Regions from separate parts of the Mus musculus genome. Here region 1 is linked to region 2. A link is a contact called in public Hi-C data. All regions are on one chromosome and are shown on one strand. The core of a region is the stretch at or near the end of the contact, and the rest is flanking DNA. Distances in the headings are between cores, read along the strand shown.

Region 1 (5,179 bases), core at 1,685-4,184, 81 kb after region 2:
CATGTGCATGCCTGTGAGAGTATCCTGAAAACACAAAGAACTCTGTGGTTGGTAAATACGAGGCCAGTGCTGATATGACGCCCAACGATATCATCATTATTGATTAATTTTAAAGCTACAAACCTTTCTGAGAAATACAAAGAATTCACACTGGATGGAAACACACCCTACAGCTGGTGATGCTATTGGTGTGGCTTGAGGCCCCTAAAGGAAACAATGTATCAACTCATAAAAATACACCCTTGGGCTATTCATAGCTCATGCTCTCTCAATTGTGTCCATTTTCACTGTATCAGCTTCATGATACTGGACGTAGGGAACATAACTGCCAAGCCTCATGCTCAGAAATATGGAGAAAAAGACAAGTCCTTCAAAAACTAAATCAAGGCGTGCACAGGAAAGAAAAAGTATCCCCGCTCCTAAGAAAAGTGTTAATTTGTTCCCATTTCTTTAAGAAAGAAAAAAAAAAACTTTATACAACCCTCACAACTACTCAGTAACTACTGAATTACAAACACAGTGTCCTAAATTGCACAGTTTAACACCTACTAAGCCATATATTCAAGAAGTAAATGTGCTCTGTTAGAAAAAAAGAAAGATTAAAAAAAACAAAAAACAAATGTTGGAGTTGGGTGGTGGCTCAGCAGCTGAGAGCACTGGTTGCTCCTGTGGCAGAGCCAGGTTTCCGTCTCAGTACCAATGTGGCTGCTCCCAACCATCTCTAACTCCAGGTCCAGGGGATCTGAGAGCCTCTTCTGACCTCTGCGGACACTAAACTCATGTGGTGCACATGCAGGCAGGCAGGCAAAATACCTGTACATATAAAATAAATATTTTAAAAATTTCAAAACACCAAAATATGATGTTTGCTAGAACATTAATTTTTTTTCTGTCTGAAATTCTGATACCTTATAGCCTTCTGGGAAATTATAATGAGTCACCACACATTAAGTTGGTTTTATTTTGTTGGATTTTACTTTTAAAAACCTTATAGCAGCTTAAACCAGTGATTCTCAACCTTCATAATGCTGTGACCCTTTAATACACTTCCTCATGTTGTGATGACCCCAGATGATAAAATTATTTTTGTTGCTACATCATGACTATAATGTTGCCACTTTTATGATTCATAATATAAATATCTGATATGTGACCTCAGTGAGAGGGTCATTCTATCCCCCAAAGGGGTCACAACCCACAGGTTGGGCATGCTGGCTTCTATAGCACTTCCTCTCCCTTTGACATAGCAGTGTTCTTCACATAATGACCAAACAGAGAGCACACGGTGGTCCTGAGTGGTCACCATGGGTTTCCTCAGCCTGGGCATTTCCTGAAAGGCCTTCTCTTGGATCCCACATGTTTCAAGCTTTTCTCTAACTCTCATAATCTCTGACTGACAACAGCAAAGGCAGTAAGTGGGTAGCGCACAGTGCCTTCCTCATAGACCATGGGCTAACCAACCTCTGTCACTAAACCATCCCTCTGGCCTAAACTTACCTGATCCCATAGTTGCAAATGTCATCGCTGCCTGGTCTGCTGCAGTTTCAATTCTGCACTGTCATGGCTGTGTGGGAACAGTTCAGATTGGTACTCCCCTATCTACTCTGTGTTCCTTTCTATTTATTTTCCCCTAACTTGCCTTTGTGCCTCTGGGTTTGGGGGTCTCTCTCTCTCTCTCTCTCTCTCTCTCTCTCTCTCTCTCTTTCTCTCCCCCCCCCCGCCCCTGCCCCCAGGTAACCATGTCTTTCCGTTTGTCAATGATCTCAACGATCATACGTCCATACTTCCTGATGTCTCTTTTATCCATATCTCTAGGTCAGGTCACCCCTGAACCCACAGTATCTAACTGACTGCTCTGAGGGCATCTCACTCGGATGACCCGAGGGCACCGCAAGCCCCAGGTTTCCCTGATGATACTGCTGAACTTCTGAAGCCTGGCATTTGAAGCTTCACGCCATCCCAGTACCTGCAGCCACTGAGCTGCCCAAGTCAGACAACATCATCACCCATTCCTCGTCCTCGCACCCGGTCTCACATCTGTTCCTGCAGAGCCACCCTTCCCTTTCACCTCCTTCCCAGCCCTCCACCCTACTGTGCTGTCTCACCCAAACCACCCTGAATCCCCTAGCATCCCCTTGTTTCTCAAACACAGCCTCCATGCCGCAACCATAACCTTCTGTACTATTCCATCACATCCGAGGAGCTCACGCAATCTGAGGCTTGCCTATCCCTCCAGACTCAAGTCTAAACTCAAGTCCCCAGCTCTGCCTGCAGGAGCTCGCTGTAGATTTCTTTCAGCTCCTTGAGCAGTCTATGCTTGCTTGCCAATCTCTCCGTCCAGACAATAATGTTTCCCCGTTCCTCTGGGATAGTTTCTGCTGGCAGGGAACTAAACGTCCTCACCAAGCCGTTCCCCTAGAATCCATTTTGATCATCTGTTTGTTCCTGGGCCACTGTGTACAGTCCGTCCTTCCCTCACAACACTCTCGGTACAACTTGTTACAATTGTTGCTTTAATTTGCTTGTCTGGCTTCATGGCAGGAGGCAGGTTTTGACTGCTGGGTCCTGTTGGGTATTTCCAGCTCTGGGAAGAGTGCATGCATTGAGAATGTAGCCAGTGCCAGCTGGACCAATCAGGTGAACATATGGCAAGCCAGTCTTCAAGATTCCTTATACATAATCAGGTCAAAGGGAGTCTGTTTCCTCATCTGATAAGACATCTTGTTCCTCCTGACAGGGAGAGGCAGCTTTCAAGAAGCACTCATGCCTAGCCTGGTCTGCATAGGTAAGGCTCAGCATGTTTCCTCAAAACTTGTTTCCGAGTTTCCAGCCGCCAGAATGCCCGGCCTGCATAGTCTCCTCTAACCATACCCCTTCTCGCTCTCTTCATAGCTCTGACTGCCTTGCATGACCACACCTTGTAAGCAATCCCAGACTCTGGCCTTCCCCATCTGTGCTGGCTAGCGATTGTCCTGCCAGGGCTTTTCCAGAGAGGGAGAGCCATGCTGAGTGTGAATGGAACCATCCTTCCTATCATGGTAGGGGTCTTGGAGACAGACTAAATAAAAGGTAAAAGGATAAAGCCAGATGGGCTCCAGCACACATCTCTCTGTGCCTCCTGATTGTAGGAGCAATGTAGAACCACCTCACAGCTGCACAACTGTGCCTTCCCCCACCAAACGGATCAAAGAAAAATCCATCCCTCCTTCAGTTGTCACTTATCAGGCATGTTGCCCCATCAGTGATAAAAGTGACTAGCATAGTGTCCTCATGGGATTCATCTCTTTAGAAACCAAACATCTCCCTTGGTAGCTAGGGGTCTTTGTTTAGACTCTAAGGCCTTTCGGGACAGCAAAGCATGATGCTCACAGAGTCCTGGGTGGCTTGCCTCTGCAGCAATGGTCCAGAGCTTATGACTTCTGGTTCTTTCTGTTATCCCAAACAACGAGAGCAAGACCCTTTGAACTGCAACAATGCATCTTAAAACAAGCACTTGCAATAGTTTTATCATTTGGGGTGGGGGGGTAACTTTCCTAAACTGTCTGATTGACTGACTGCTCAAAGAAGGACACCTCTTTGGGATGTTTACAATTTAGAAATCCTAAAGGACGATTGCCAGTGTTCATGTGAGTATTTATCACTCCTCTGGTTCCCATCACAGATGAGGCAGTCTCCGTGAGAGCCTAATCTACAGCCTTCTGTCTCCTTCAGCCTTCTGTCCCCCCAAACACTCTATAAGGCAACATCTACAATTGTGCTTCGGAAAACAGTAACTCAGAGAACTGCGCTCATTCCCCGCCTTGATGGAGATGTGCCAGAAATATGAGCATCGCTGAACTAGTGAGACGCTGCCAACTGCCGCCCAACACAGACATCCCCCTGCGGGAACACCAGGACCTCTGTCCTAAGGTTGATATTTGCATTCTGAGTCCGTGTACACTGGCACAGCCCAAAGACAAGGCAACCTAGAAACCCCGGGCTCCTATTCATTTGCTCATCAGAACCAATTTTAACAGTTTCAAAAATATTCATATCCTGTGACAAAAAGCCAGTAATTTACAGAATCATATTCTGATCAAGAGTTTCCGGCAAAGAGAAAAAAAACTAAATGTGTAAGATGTCATATTGTAAACACAGTAGCAGTAAAACCTGTAAGATGCAACTGTGTTTTGAGAAGTCTGTCGCCTGTAGAAACCATTTTCTACTACCATGATGGGGTTAAGCTTTAGGTAGAATTGTTTCATAACTAAATATTACCATATATAATAATGAATGCTATCATATGTATATGACATGGTAACTGGATTCTAACCATTGGGCACCTATTAATACACTAAGTGTTGGGATTTATGTTGCTCTTTGGGAGATGTAAACATTTTGGTGTAGTGTTTTGTTCTCTCCTATCATCCCTTGGTGACAGCATCTGTCGGATGAAATATACTGCAGAGCCAGCTGCGAACAAAGCCTGGAAGCAGGGTTCTGGGATGGTTTTCATTGGCTCAGTACGGTCTTAAGCTTCAGAAGTAGACGTCATCGTCCCTGAGAATCTATCCAACCTGGATATTAATGCACACAAATATGGCTTGGTGGAATCTTTAATTTTTAATATTATAAAGTAAATAAAAAATAACTGAATCTGTTTGAGTCCAGATTTTTGAACTGTAACTCAGCTAAGTTTACTAACATGCAATTTATTATCCTTCCACTCCATGCAGTGAAAGAGTTCCTTCCTTGTCCAGACTTTTGTGGCTGTCTAAATGGGCCTACTTCTCAAAGGCTCATCAGTCTGCATTGGGAGGCAGGAAGCCCAGCACAGTTTCACGGAACTTTCCAGTCTTGGAAATGATTTTCAAATTAAACTTCTGAGAAGTGTGATCTTTTTAAGTGCTTGTATAAAGAGATTATTTTCTTCTAAATAAACTCTTCAAAGTGCCAGCTGCATAGTCCCCAAGAGTACAGAATCTGTGTCTGAGAGTCCATCTTTGAGAGGTACAAAGTTGAGTCTGTTTCTGAGAGGTGGCGGTGGGTCTATGCTTTCTCGTCTAACTGTACAACCATGTGTCTAGGAAAAAGGAAAATTTCCCACCCCGGCCTTTGACTTTCCCTTCCTTCTGCTTCTCCATTGCTGGGCAGGGACGTGCTCATGGGAAGCAATTGCTCTGACATAGCCATACCCCTC
Region 2 (5,009 bases), core at 1,431-3,930:
TGAAGTACGTGAAAGTGAAGACAGTTAGGGATGTGTGACAGAACTGTCTTGCCCGGTGAGTATTGCAAGGTGGTGATGTGTTATTAAGACATCTTAATATGGTGAAGGGTCATTGTCCGAATCAACAATATATTCACACTGAATTTATAGATGGGAGCTGGAGCAGTGTTCTAAGAGGAGAGGAGAAGACTCTCTTCTGTGTATATCCCACCGCCAGCTTTGGAATTGAAGCTGGGGTCATGGGACGTTCTCAAAGGGTTCACGTTGGCTCCATCATGGCAAGCGGAACATGAGGCAGACAGAGAGGAGCTCCTATAAGCAGAAGAGCAGTGGTCTTGACATGTAGCCAACCAGCGTTTGTGATGTCTCTGCTGCCTTCCTTGCCTAATGCTCATCACACTCACAATTAAAAATACTTTATTATTTGTGTGTGTGTGTGCACGTGTCATGTGCATGTATGCATGAATATCTTCAAAGGCTAGAAGAAAGCTTAAAGCAATCAAAATCATATATGTAATACATCTAAGAACCCAGATCATAGGCTCAGATGCTAGGTTTCAAGGAATGAAAACTGAAAATGAAGGAAAGAGGAATGGAAGCAACCAAGAGCCAGGAATAAACCGTCCCAAGCAGTATCAGATCAAATCCAACCAATCCACCAACATCTGTATTTGTCCAGGGAACATGGCATCATCCAGGCATTCCCATGTGTCACAGAGTAAGTGCTAGCATAGGAGGGCCAGGGGTCGTCTTTCCATGAGGACTCCTTCCAAACATAAGCCTAGGAGAGGCAGAGGCTTGCAGACACAGGAGGAAGTACTCACCTGGTGGAGGCAACACTTGCTAAAGAGTCTCTGCAGCTGGAGCCTAATAGTCCAGAAACGCCAGGGAGCAGGCAGCTAAGAGGAGAGACATAAGGAGAGGGGAACATAAATGTCTGACTCTTTAATAGGGTCACCTGGCTACTGTGTTGCGAGTGTGTAACAAGGAGAGCTTAGCTGGGGAGAAGCAGGCAGAGTTCCAGAGGACTGTCGTGCAGGTGGTGAGAGCCTGTGGGACAGCCATGCCAGGAAATTAAGTGAATATGAGATGAGACAGAGAAAAGTCACCAAGGACCACAACGATTTTGACCTGAGCTACTGGGAAGGTGTGCCTGAGAAAGACTTGGGGAAGGTGAGGAACCTAGAAAAAACAAAACAACGAAACCCCTTATGAGGTGGGAGGCCTGGCTCTAGGACACGTCAGTTTTGAGGAGCCTATGAGTCAGCCACGTGAATTGCTAGGCTGGCAGTCTGGAGTCATAAACAATACGTGGTAATAAGGAGTTTCAAATGCCCCCGCGCTTCCATTCTAAGATAGCTAGCTTTTATCCACGTTTTCTCCCATTATTAATCCACAAGTAAACTCACTTAAAATCTAATTTACTCTTAGTGGAACATCTTCAATCTTAATCATGCAGAATTCAGCTCCCTCAGTCGGCCCTCACAGGTATTATGACCCATCCATAGTATCTCCAGATGCAAGACTCACTGCTAGCAACGGATTTAGAACTCTCTGCTTTAGAGGCATAATGAATGTACGCATATTGGTTATTGTTGCGTTGCTGAGGCAAAGGGGTATAAAGATATTCTTAGGTGCAGTCTCCTGACTTCACCTTCCGTTTCTCATAAATATGAAAAATTCTTATAAATAAAATCAAGGAAGGGATGGCTTCATTCCCAAGTCCTTGTGTGTGAAGCTAAACGGTACCTTCAGATCATTTCTCTATCCTGCCTTGAAAATGGAAGCAGTTCCCTGCCAGAATCAGGTTTTATGTGGCCGAGTTTCCAGGGTTGTTTTGGACAGTTTCTCCTCTTCCTAAGGACCAATAATTCCATCTCAAGTCCGGGTAATGCTGGCCACCAGCCATTCTCTTTCTCCTGTAGATTTTAATTTCCGTTGTGATTTCCTAATTGATAGTTGTGTCAAAACAATCCATGGGCTGATATAGCCCACAAATTTTGCTCTCACCATGTATTTAAAATCACGCATTTCTTCAAAATGTGTAGAAGACATGGTGGTTTATAGCTCACTAATGCGTACCTAACTAAACAGATACTGTGAGTGGCAGCCAATGGGAGGGGTGGGGGGCAGAGCCAAGGTTCAAAGGGCTGCTTAGTTCAAGTCCTGCTGAGGCCAGCTGTTCAGTTCTGAGTAGAAGCAGGAGGTAGATGTATTTTGGTCTGTGTAGCTGGTTCAGAAGCGACATTGGACTTTGAAAATTCCAATTTCATTTCTCATCTAGTTAGAAAAAAACAAGCCATTGGGACACTAACAGTTCATCACATCTCATGAAGTATTAGGGCCAGAATATTCTGTTTGTTTCCCAGACAGAAATAGTGAGCTACAGTCAGGCTAAGTTGCGTGTGTTTTTAAATAGAAATACATATATATTTTTCTCCTCAGATAATATAGCCCTACTCTGTTATGGCTTTTGAACCTTTGTTTTTGATTCTCCAGAGATGATTTCTAAAAACAGATTTGTTTTTTTTTAAAGGATGTTTTGTTTGAAGACACAGAGACGATTCTCTTCTCCCATGTGCTGACATTCCAATGATGTGATTTCAGCCCTGTCTGCTGTTTACGGACCACTTGTTGACATATTTTCTAGGTTGAGATAGTCATTTTCTGAACCAAAATAGAATTATTGCATATACTTATGTGTGTAAGCAACATTTTGGAGTCCTTTGCAAAGGGCTATTTTTAAAGGTCCTGCAAACACATTTAAAAGGTAATCAGGTAGAACCTTCAGAGGCTACTGAGGGGCATGAAGGCCAGATCAGGATAACAGGGATGGACGATATAGTGAATGCTTAGAGCCAGGAAAAACTGAATGCCTTTCCAGTAGACACATCGACTTCTAAACTGTGGGACTGGGAAAAATCTCTCATCTTCAGACAACTACTAAAACCCTCTGAGATCTTAAAAACAAACCAGGAAAATCAAACCCACTAGTGCCTGTCCTCCATGATAGTCCAATCCAATCAAAGTAGAGGTGGAAGATGGACAGATGTGAGGGCATGGGGGGGGGGGGCTTTTGTGTTTCATTGGCGATTCAGATGAGCTGCCAGGGATGAGGGCTACCAGATCGGAGCAATAAATGAGGAGAAAAATGTCCGGGCTTGGGATGAAAGAGCAACCTCCCTCCTCAGACTGGAGGACAGAGTGAGCCTTCCACGGAAAACACAGAATTCCTTTCTGAATTTTACAGGATCTATCATTTTTCTCCACCATGCCGTAAAGACTGACAGTTGTTAGTGTCTGAACGGGAGCCCTGGGGTTGAGAGGGGACACTGGATTCTTCATCACTCGATACAGAGACCCTGCCTTCTCATTCCCTCACAGGATCGTACCCCCGTTTCTAGCACGTTCTACCTTTAACCGTTTCCCTATAAAGGCAACAGCTTCATCCTGCCAATCTTCATAAAGGACCTCATCTACAAGCGACCTTGTGTCCAGCCAGCTGCAGTCGTGCCTGAATGTCCACTCGTTTATAAACCCTCCATGGAGAGGTTCCTAGCTGGAACCAGGCACTGTGTAGACCTTCCAGCCACAGCAGTGAAGACAGAAGGCAAGAGTCAGTACTTTGCCATCACATTGTAGTTATTTGTTTAGCAATCTGATTGACACCCTGAAAACTTTTAAACGGATTTGGATAGTTTGTAACTTCCTTGAAACAAACAAACAAACAACCAAACCAAACCAAAAACAGCAACGACCAAAAGCCTTCCCTCAGCAACTATTTCTGAGAGTTTGGTGTGGCTTTTGTTTTTAAAATCTAAAAACTTTAAACTTTGGCATTTGATCAAGATTTGTCCCCTGGGTGAGGCCCCAACAGGACTGACTCTCAGGCCTCCCCTTATTAACACTGGAAGTTTGGGTCTGTGGGTCAGGTTGGGACCCTTCACAGTGACTAATGCCATTTTTACTCTCCAGAGGTCCCTTTCAGAATGAATGGATCCCCTGAAGAGGATTTTTTCATTACCCTGTGACTTTACAGCAAACCACAAGCAAGAACATGTAAACAGCCCAAAGGCTTTTGTTTTCAATTCACAGAACTACTGCAGTTAAAAATGAGCAGGGACCTCCTAACGAAGCAGCAGCGTGTGTGCATTTTAGTTCCAGAAGGGGAGAGGTGTTAGAACGACATGGTGAAGGTTAAGCATCAGAGACGGAATGAGGACGAGAAAGCTGGTCTTGCTAACAGAGCAGCAGACACTTTGGTGCAAGAGAGCCAGGCACAGGGTACTCTAAGACTGGACAGAACAGTGCCGCAAGCAGGGCAGGGACCCAGATTGATAGCAAGGATGAAGTACGCCCCACCCTGCTCCATCCTATGAATGCGAAGCCACTGCTACATACAGGGGCAAGGAAGAGAAAGAAATGGAGAGAGAAAGTGAGATTAGGAGGGAAAGAGGATCCACTTCTGTATTTGCCAGGCACTGGCAAAGCCTCACAGGAGACAGCTATATCAGGGTCCTTTCAGCAAAATCTTGCTGGCATCTGCAATAGTGTCTGGGTTTGGTGGCTGATTAGTGGATGCTCACAGTCAGCTATTGGATGGATCACAGGGCCCCCAATGGAGGAGCTAGGGAAAATACCCAAGAGCTGAAGGGGACTGCAACCCTATAGGTGGAACAACAATATGAACTAACCAGTACCCCAGAACTCGTATCTCTAGCTGCATATGTAGTAGAAGATGGCCTAGTCGGCCATCATTGGGAAGAAAGGCCCCTTGGTCTAGCAAACTTTATATGCCCCAGTACAGGGGAACGCCAGGGCCAAGAAGTGGGAGTGAGTGGGTAGGGGAGCAGGGAGGGGGGGGTATAGGGGACTTTTGTGATAGCATTTGAAATGTAAATGAAGAAAATATCCAATTAAAAAAAAGAAGAAAAAAAGGGAGGGAAAGAGGGCGGTAGACATGGCCAGAGAACAGAAATAAAACGTAAAAGAAACAGAAGAAGCCTGGT

The links. Hi-C and Micro-C count contacts between places; a contact is called where the count stands out from the background.
Region 1: a contact with region 2 is called in a Hi-C map of cerebellar granule neurons, with 2.0 times the contacts expected there. The contact joins two enhancer-like sites. A contact is called at or near these places in 7 of 484 Hi-C or Micro-C datasets (cerebellar granule neurons, embryonic fibroblasts, embryonic retina and 2 more) and 1 of 9 other capture datasets (embryonic stem cells).

The regions. Positions count from the first base shown.
Region 1 is chr1:189,215,432-189,220,610 of GRCm38.p6, forward strand. All of the region lies in intron 6 of Kcnk2 (potassium channel, subfamily K, member 2), which reads right to left. Among named protein-coding and RNA genes, the nearest start is that of A430027H14Rik, 130 kb to the right of the region's middle. Within about 2 kb of position 2,935, at least 29 of the 459 cell types and tissues checked have an H3K27ac peak or open chromatin away from gene starts, as enhancers often do. A contact at or near this core is called in cerebellar granule neurons, where this site is marked.
Region 2 is chr1:189,135,046-189,140,054 of GRCm38.p6, forward strand. No RefSeq gene overlaps it. Among named protein-coding and RNA genes, the nearest start is that of Gm36561, 100 kb to the left of the region's middle. Within about 2 kb of position 2,681, at least 5 of the 459 cell types and tissues checked have an H3K27ac peak or open chromatin away from gene starts, as enhancers often do. A contact at or near this core is called in cerebellar granule neurons, where this site is marked.